3 separate regions of the Mus musculus genome follow, and all the other regions are linked to region 1. A link is a contact called in public HiChIP or PLAC-seq and promoter capture Hi-C data. All regions are on one chromosome and are shown on one strand. The core of a region is the stretch at or near the end of the contact, and the rest is flanking DNA. Distances in the headings are between cores, read along the strand shown.

Evidence for each region. HiChIP or PLAC-seq counts read pairs in DNA pulled down with a chosen protein or histone mark. Capture Hi-C pulls out chosen DNA fragments and counts their contacts.
Region 2: a promoter capture Hi-C map of pancreatic islet shows a contact between it and region 1. The contact joins the promoter of Tcf7 here to the promoter of 9530068E07Rik in region 1. A contact is called at or near these places in 2 of 484 Hi-C or Micro-C datasets (both in embryonic stem cells), 3 of 115 datasets of contacts at active chromatin or transcription factors (the SCID.adh cell line and embryonic stem cells) and 3 of 9 other capture datasets (adipose tissue, liver and pancreatic islet).
Region 3: an H3K27ac HiChIP or PLAC-seq map of double positive thymocytes shows a contact between it and region 1, with 9 read pairs. The contact joins the enhancer-like site here to the promoter of 9530068E07Rik in region 1. A contact is called at or near these places in 3 of 115 datasets of contacts at active chromatin or transcription factors (double positive thymocytes and embryonic stem cells) and 2 of 9 other capture datasets (adipose tissue and liver).

What each region holds. Positions count from the first base shown.
Region 1 is chr11:52,394,792-52,397,825 of GRCm38.p6, reverse strand. 9530068E07Rik (RIKEN cDNA 9530068E07 gene) reads right to left here and starts at 1,398. Exons shown (of 3, transcript NM_153117.2): 1 at 1,223-1,398. The coding sequence starts at 1,358.
Region 2 is chr11:52,281,599-52,284,632 of GRCm38.p6, reverse strand. Tcf7 (transcription factor 7, T cell specific) reads left to right here and starts at 1,619. Exons shown (of 11, transcript NM_001313981.1): 1 at 1,619-1,705; 2 at 1,855-1,921; 3 at 2,387-2,511. The coding sequence starts at 2,416.
Region 3 is chr11:52,309,406-52,312,439 of GRCm38.p6, reverse strand. All of the region lies in intron 2 of Gm30217 (a long non-coding RNA gene), which reads right to left. Among named protein-coding and RNA genes, the nearest start is that of Gm30217, 3.4 kb to the right of the region's middle. Within about 2 kb of position 1,464, at least 25 of the 459 cell types and tissues checked have an H3K27ac peak or open chromatin away from gene starts, as enhancers often do. A contact at or near this core is called in double positive thymocytes, where this site is marked.

The DNA of each region.
Region 1 (3,034 bases), core at 149-2,648:
CCAAAGAAGCCACAGGTGTCAGATTACTCCTAAAGATGCAGTTACAGACTGTTGCTCTAGATGATTAAAGATCAAAATTATGTCTGCATCCACCAGGGAAATCCTCATTACATTCTACCCAAGATATAAGAGCCTTGGAAAACCTAGTCTTTCCTCCCACAGACTCCAAAACCCTCCAGTTAGGGCAGTCAGCTGCCTGCTTTCAGTGCTGCTGAGGAAGGAAACTATGTATGCAACCCAGCACTGTAATAAAGGGACGGGTGATTGGCTGGAGAGTCTCCCTGGGCAAAGAAGGAAGTCAGCCCCAGTTCACATTAAGTTTTCATCTGAAAAAAAAAATCAATAAAGACTTGGGGAGAAAATGATTGCACGCTGGACAGAAAGAAAAATATGACTACTCAACAATGCTCAGTTTCTCCTGCTAAATCTCTGCCTCGGTTTACAGATTTCACTTTCAAGAACGGCTTTAATATCCTGATTTATGCTATAGCATCTGCAAGAAAAGAAAGTTTTTCTCAAATGAGGCGAGAGGGCGTTCGGTAAAACCTCAGCTCAAGGAAGGGCATCTGCCGCAGACACGCTCTCTCCCTTTGTTTCTAAACTCTACTCCTCCTCCAAGGCCCTCAGCCGGTCAGCGTCCCCGGACTCTGCCTCTACACCAAAAGCCCCAGAACTTCTCAGACCTCAGAGATGGAATCCACAAACAGCTCCTCCCCTCTTCCACTCTGGAACAGTCAATCAATTCAGTCCCAACACTGGGTCGCTGTCCCTATCTTTATCTCTGACCTCACCATTTCGAAGGGGAAAACAAAACAAAAACTTGCCTAGCCTTGCTTGTCCCTCTAACCTCAAGCATCTCTCTTAACATCACTCTCCCCAACTCCGACTATCTCTTCGGCCTGTTTCCTATCCAGTCTGCGAGATCTCTGTACTCCCCATTTTGGGGACCTCCCCCCTCCACACCGAGCGCCCTTCCTCCAGGGAGTGTATTCTCAGAGACTCCGTCCACGACACGGGGACTTCCCGTCCCCGCCCACCTACTCGGGTCTCTGAATCTCACAACCCCACTTCTCAGGCCTGGGGAGACCGCACTGGGAGCGCTTCCCAACTCGGGCCCAGCCCTGGGCGCGGGAACTCGGCCGGTGGGAACCACCGTGAGTCGGCGGCGCTCCGTCCCCGTCGGGCCCGACCCGGTCCCTCGCCGTCTCCCTGCGTTCATTACCAGAGCACAGGACGGGCACGAGCAGCAACGCCAGCACCAGAGATCGCGCCAGAGCCCCGAGGCCCCGGGCGCCCGGCCCGGGAGACAGCTTCTCTCGTGCAGCCCCGCACATTCTGCCCAGGGCGGAGGCGGCCATAACGGACTCGGCCCCCGAGCCTGCGCTGTTGCTAGGTTCTGCGAGGTGACGTCAGATACGCGTCCGAAGCGCACTCCCGAAGCAGCTACGTCCCGGCGTGATGACGTTGCATCTCTGAACCCGAAAGGTTAGCGTGGGAGTGTAGAAAAGGGTGCTTAAAAAAAAAAAAAAAAAAAAAGGCGAATGGGACGGATTTATTTTCAACTGGTGGTTTTTTGTTTTGCTCTGTGGTTTATCGTTGTCATCTTTGAGATGTATTTCAGGGGTCATCGCTTAAGAGCACTGGCTGATTCCCCCAGAGCTCCTGGGTTCGATTCCAAGCACCCCTGTATGTGAGGACTCACACCCATCTGTCCCAGGGTATACGGTGCCCTCTTTAGGCATCCTCAAACACTAGACGTATAACTGATGCAGAAACTCATAAGTAAAACAACTACACACAAGTTTAATACACTTAAGAAAGATTATATATATATATATGGAGCTGGAGAGAATGTTCAGCTGTTGAGAGCATTTGCTACTCTTGCAAAGGACTGGGTTTGGTTCCCAGCACTCAGATTAAACAGCTCACAGCCACCTCTAACTCCAGTTCCAGGGGATCTGACTATAAGACCTCTTTTGATCTCCACAGGCATTAGGCATATGGGGTACACAAACATATATGCAAGCAATCATTTCTGAATTAAAACTAGCCAGGTGTGATAGTGCATATCTTTAGTTTCAGCACTCAGGACGCAGAAGCAGGTAAATCTAAGTGAATTCGAGTCCAGCCTGGTCTACAAAGCGATTATAGAACAGCCAGGGCTACACAGAGAAACCCTGTCTCAAAAAATAATAATGATAAAATAAGCATTAAAGAAACAATAAAGAAAGAGTAAAATTGTGTGTAAGTTCAAATGCCCTCCAGTGCCAGAAGAGGGCGTCTACTCCCCTGGAGCTGGAGGTTGCTGTGATTATGAGCCACCCCATGTGGCTCCTGGGAACCACACCCTGGTCCTCTACAAGCACAATTGCTCTAAACTGTTGAATAATTTCTCCAGCACCCTTTTGGTTTTGGTTTTGAAACAAGATCTCAAGTGGCCCAGGCTGGCCTCAAAATTCCTTTTTTTTTTAATTTTATTTTTTAATTAGGTATTTTCTTCATTTACATTTCAAATGCTATCCCAAAAGTCCCCCATATCCCCCCCCACTCCCCTACCCACCCACTCCCACTTCTTGGCCCTGGCGTTCCCCTGTACTGAGGCATATAAAGTTTGCAAGACCAAGGGGCCTCTCTTCCCAATGATGGCCGAGCCGACTAGGCCATCTTATGCTACATATGCAGCTAGAGACACAAGCTCCGGGGGTACTGGTTAGTTCATATTGTTGTTCTACCTATAGGGTTGCAGACCCCTTTAGCTCCTTGGGTACTTTCTCTAGCTCTTCCTTTGGGGGCCCTGTGTTCCATCCAATAGCTGACTGTGAGCATCCACTTCTGTGTTTGCCAGGCACCGGCATTCAAAATCCCTTTCTACCCAGTGGATAACCTTGAACTCCTTCACCTTCACCTCCCACTTGCTGGGTTATATTTTTGTATACTGAGAGGTTTGTTTTACAAAATGTAAAAAGTGATAGACGTATGTCTTTGGAACATTTGAACCTATTCTCAATGCCAGTGTCTCCTTCTGACTTTCTAG
Region 2 (3,034 bases), core at 370-2,869, 110 kb after region 1:
GGCGGGTTCTGCACCGCATCTCTATTGCCAAGCTCAGCATTAATGGCCAAGCCCCCCATCGCTGAGAAGGAGGTGAAACGGGCATCCCGGCTGGGAGCTGGAGGACTCAGAAGCCCCGCTGGCAGGGCGCTGATAGGATCTGAGCGCTGAGAAGCAAGGCCTGGTCTCTTTGATCCTCCGCCAGGCAGGCTGGGCCTGGACCGGGAGGGGCGGTGCGGCTGTCTTCCGGCCGGCTTTGCGCCGCTGCCAGGGGTCCTGTGGGGCCGGGAGTCGGAGAGGCGGCCAGTGTCCTCCTTCACAAATTACCCACTGTTGTTTCAACTGCTTTCCCAAGAGGTGGAAGAGGTCTACATTGACTCCAACACCGAAACGTTCTTGAGGCGGAGGTGTGCGACCTTCAGTTTACTGCATGGCTATCCAAAGGGCCTAGTGTCTTACAGAAACAGTGATCGGTCGTGGTGAATTCGATGCTGGGTGCCAAGGAGATGCCACTGAAGACGCGGCCTTAACTAGCGTCTGAGTCAATGGGCTCCGGATGCAACTTCCCAGACTGAGCAGCTGCCTAAAGACCCCAAGAGAGAATTTCGTGACCCATGTGGCCGCCGGAAGTCTCAGTTCCTGGACAGCAGGTTCTAAGCGTCGAACTTAGTTGAAAAAGTCATAGCGGGCTGGAGAAACCACGTGAGTGGCCACGATCCTTCCTCGCCTCGAGCCACCACATGTCATATATTTATAGTGTTTGATTTGCACATGCAACAACAGGCAGGAGCTCAATAAATGTGTGAGGCGCTAATGCTTGTGTCTATGTAAGCAGGCTGTCTGGAATAAGGTCCCTAATCGGCACAGGGATGATCAAAAGGGCAGGTGTTTGTGTGTGTGTGTGTGTGTGTGTGTGTGTGTGTGTGTGTGTCAGGGTCCATCTAGTATCCCGGGGACGTAAGAAGCCTCCAGATTGAGCAAAGGACGCTGTTCACACCAAGGTTCCAAGTCATCCACAGGTTCCACCGGTCTAAGGAACCACCTTCTCCGCAACTTGGACGCAAGTTGTGGCTGTATGATAGTTAAGGAAATGGAGTTCCAGAGTTTAGTAATGGATTTCAGGTTAGAGAATAGCTGGAGAGCGAGCCCTTTAAGATTATTCCCAGTGGGCCTGTCCCGGTCTCTCCAGGGAGGGGAGGGCGGGGCCTGGGACGTTAGCCCCTCCCACCGCGGCCCCGCCCCGGCGCCCGCCCCGCCCCCGGCTCGCTGCCCGCGGTGCCTTTGATGTTCCGACCCGCCGGCTCCCAAAGCTGCTGTGCCCCGCGCCCTCGCCCCGCGCCCACTGGCCGCTCAGGCGGAGTCAGCGTGCGCTCCGCCCGCCGCGCTCCGGGCTCGGAGCCCCGCACCCTGGGCTCGCCGCCTTCCCGGCCGGCTCCGCGCCCCGCACCCGGCGCCCCGGCGGGCGCAGCGCACCATGCCGCAGCTGGACTCGGGCGGGGGCGGCGCGGGCGCAGGCGACGACCTCGGCGCGCCCGACGAGCTGCTGGCCTTCCAAGACGAAGGCGAGGAACAGGACGATAAGAATCGCGACAGCGCTGTGGGCCCGGAGCGGGACCTGGCAGAGCTCAAGTCCTCACTGGTGAATGAGTCCGAAGGCGCGGCCGCAGGCGCCGGGGTCCCGGGTCCCGGCGTCCGAGTACATGGAGAAGCCGAGGGAGCGCCCGAGGTGAGCCCGGCCCGCTCCTCCCCGGAGGACCTCGTCCCGAGTTGGTAGCGTGCGGACCCGCCCCCCCGCGCCACGGTCCTCGTGGGTCCCATCTCTGGAGCCCCTCCTGTTCCCTCCGCTCCTCATGGCCCCTCTGCTTCGCTCTGCAGGCCCTGGGACGGGAGCACACTTCGCAGAGACTTTTCCCGGACAAACTTCCAGAGTCCCTAGAGGACGGTGAGTTTTTGCGCGGCTGGGGAAGAAGGCGCTAGAACCGGGGGTGGGGGTGTGGGGGGCGGGTTTCCCGGGCGCCGCTGAGCTGGAGTCACTTCCGGTGCCCTGACCTTTATAGGAGTAAACAGACCCCCGCCATCTCCGCCTCCCCTCCAGCCCAGGTGACTGACTAATCCTTTGCCTTGAGGAGCAAGCCTTGGCTAAGGTTCCCAAGCAGGAGGGTGGGGTAGGGAGTCAAGTCCCGGTCGCGAAGTGGAGGTCTGGACTCGGGGGTCTTTCCTCAAAAACTTGCCTTTGCGGATATTTCCACCCGTTCGGAGGTCGCTGTTCCCTGTCAAGTCACGAACTTGAAGGGGACCCCTTGGCAGGGTTTTTTTTTTTTTTTTAACCCCCCTCCGGAGCAGACAGCCTTCAGTCCTTAGGAGCAGCTGGCTGGGCTGGTGTCTGACCCAGCTGTGGTTTTTCCAGGCCTGAAGGCCCCGGAGTGTGCCAGTGGCATGTACAAAGAGACTGTCTACTCTGCCTTCAATCTGCTCATGCCCTACCCACCGGCCTCCGGAGCAGGGCAGCATCCGCAGCCTCAACCCCCGCTGGTAAGTGACCGAAGCAGTCAGGCCCTGTAATGGGGCTGGCTACCTACTTGACCACACAGGTGATGCTTGGACAAAAAAGGACTTCTCTGCCCAATTCCTAGATGCTCTTGCCCAGTTAACATCCAGAGGAGTCTGACCCAAAAGGAGATCTCTGAAGGAGCGCCCCGGCTCCAGTCTTTCTCACTTGCTTTTGACCTTTGTCTTCCCAACTTGCTCAAGCAGGTGCCTGTGTTGGCCCACGGTGGGGTTGAAAACGTTTTTGAGCTGAGCCCATGCCATTCCCTAGCGTGATGTGCATGCTCTGAGCTAGAGCTCTGTGGTTAGCTTTTTTTTTTTTCCTTCAGAGAAGCGAGGGAACTCGGGTGTGAGAAGACTGGGTAAGAGACCTAATCTTTTCCGTTGCCCAGTTCCACTGTGTCCTGACTGCCGTGTATAAGTCCTTGCCGAGGACCCATGCCACATGGTGTAGGTTTTGAGCGGGCTGGGCTGCTCTCGCACACACAAGGAAAGGTTTGCTAAATGT
Region 3 (3,034 bases), core at 215-2,714, 85 kb after region 1:
TGCCATCACTGGCTAAACTGCAGAGATCAATTGGCCATGAGGTGCCTGACCCCATGACATTTACAATACAACCCCTTCACTTGAGGCTCAAGAGGCATGGAGGAAGAGGGGGAGGAAAGATTTTAAAAGCCAGAAGCCCAGGAATGTTGTTGTGAGATAGTCTGTTCTGGGTGGGATAGGGGGGAGGGAGACAGAGCAGAGTGGGTATGGAGGAGGGGCGTCTGAGAAGAGCTGGGAGGAAGAAGGAGGTAAATATAATCAAGATACCTTACATGACATGTCTGAAGAATGAATAAAAACATTATATTATTTAAAAAACAAAACCCTAGCAAACAAACTAATGAACTAACAGAAAGCAAGCATGATTACTCCTGGAAATGCCCCAGACCCACACATGGCCCGCATTCAAGATCGCCATTATGACCACATTCTTTCATTTTAATTATTTATTTTTATTTTATGTACACTGGTGTTTCGCCTGCCTGCATAACTCTGTGAAGGCATCAGATAGTGAGCTGCATGTGGTTGCTGGGAACAGAACTGGGGTCCTCTGGAAGAGCAGCCGGGGCTCTTAATGGCTGAGGCATCTCTCCAGCCCCTGTGACGGTGTCCTTAAAAGTTATTTTACTTATACTAAAAGGTGAATGTGTGTGTGTGTGTGTGTGTGTGTGTGTGTATGTGTGTCTGTGTGTGTGTGTGCGCGCGCGCGCGCACGAGCGCGTGCTCACTCACTCTCATGTGTGTGCTTGTGTGTGCTGTCCCAGCCATTGTACATTTGCTTATTTAGCATTTTTGTTTGTTTGAAGACAGTGTCATGTAGCTCAGGCTGGCCCCACATATGTCTGAAGATTGCCCTGCCTCTCCTTCCTGAGACCTCAGATTACAGTATATACCACCTCTCCCAGTACTGGGAAGTCAAACCCAGGGATTCCTGCATGCCAGGCAAGCACGCTACCAACAGTCCCTTGCCCTGCTATTAAACTTCTGACCCTCTTACCTATCTCAGGTTCTGGAATTATAGGCAGTATCTCCATACCTTCTTTTGCTTTTGTGAGATTAAGTCTCATTTAGTATATTATGCTGACTTTGAATTCACTATATGTAGCCCAGACTGGCCTCAACTCACTGCAATCCTTCTGCCTCAGCCTCCTTACTGCTAGGATTACAAATCTGAGCCAGCAGACCTAACTGATCTTAAGTCCCTTCATTTTCAGCATTGCTGGCTCCCTGGCCTACCTCAGTGTATCTATTCTTGGGTTTCAAGAGAACTGGGGAATATAGGATCCTCAAGGCCCTGCCCCCAGCCAGGGGCCAGGGGCCTCCTACAGACTTTAAGGTTTGACCACATTCTACTTTCTCTAGGAGGCTGCTTTCTCTGTGGAGACCGATGAGAACACAGAGCAGAGTGTGCCCAACGACCTCTGCAGAGTTCTGCATGGGGCATTCTGAGGTTTGCAAGTGGCTCCGCCCAGACTCAGTGCCGGATGCCAGTCAAGGAAAATGTACATGGCTGCTCCGCCGTCTCCAAAAACCACTGGGCACTGGGACGGGAGGACAACAAACCAAGGCACGTCCCAAACGAGAAACAGGTGGCTTCCTGCGAGTATATCCTAATGCGGCCTCGGCTCGGTCTCCCCGCTCTCCAATGTGGTTCCCATTTGCATGAGGCTGAGTCTTTAGAGCCTGTAGCCCAGATGCAAAATGATATAAATTACAGTTGGCCACTCCAGCCTGCCTGCTTGGGATTGTGGCATAAACATTAAGGCAAAGGCTTACTGATTATAAGGGAGAGATACTGCAGAGAGCTAGGGAGGGTAGGGGACCCAACCTGTCCTCTCTCTGCTCCTTTTTGCATGAAAGGAAGGGCCCAACTCAATTCTCCCAGGCATCTTTAAGGACAAGGCATCCTAAAAACCAGCAAGGAGGACCTGAAGCTTCATCCTCAAACCTCGCCCATTCTATGAGCATGAACATTGCCTTCCTCCGTTCTTGTTCTCCGGCCAAGGTGGGTCCCACTATCTGAGGTTCCCCAGCTCCCAAGAGCTATTCCGATCCTTCATGGAATATTCTGGGCATTTGGTTTAGCAACCCACTGATGTTCTACCCCCTGGATCTTGGCTTCTCCCTTCTTATAGACCATACCAATTATCCCTGATTACAGAATGAATGTATAGCTCTCCTTGGCTGCTGTTTGCAGACCCTGGTCTTCAGAAGATGGAGGGGGGATGCGTATGTTGAAGGTGCAGCAGGAGGTGAAGGTGGGTCAAGCTTCCGATCTTCTCAGTAGGATGTGGTGGAGCACTGGGGAGACCCCAGCCCTGCAGAGTTAGAGCCATAAAAACAAGCTCAAGAACAGCCTGGGCAGCCGGGCGTGGTGGCGCACGCCTTTAATCCTAGCACTTGGGAGGCAGAGGTAGGCAGATTTCGAGGCCAGCCTGGTCTACAGAATGAGTTCCAGGACAGCCAGGACTACACAGAGAAACCCTGTCTCGAAAAACAAAAAAACAAAAAACAAACAAACAAAAAAAAACAGCCTGGGCTACATGATGGGTGGGGGCTTGAAGGCCCCCCCCCAACCCAAAACAACACTGGCCTAAGCGGGTACTCTGACCTTTAGGAAAAGCGGATGCCCCTCCCACCCTCAGCCTCCCAGCTCCAGCCAGCCCTTGTCAGTCAACCCTTTCCCAAGGACCCCTCAGCTCAAGATGACAGCCTCCGGGGTGGGGAGCACCTCCAGCTGCATCCCTTCACCACCAAGCAGCCTGAGGCAAAACATCCTACCCCACAGAGAACTTCTAAAAATATTATGTTTTTGTCAGAGAACCACCTACTTCCTTCAGGCTTTGATCTTCACACAGGCCCTTTTACTTACTGTCAATAACAGCCTGAAGCTACCATCTTCCTTTGAGGGTTACATGTCCAAGACACTGAATCCCTAGCTGGGCATGGTAGTCCCTGGACCTTTTGCACATGCTCAGTTGGTGACAGCTTTCACAGCTGGTCCTGCCCTGGGTGAGGAGGTCTGGGGTCAGAG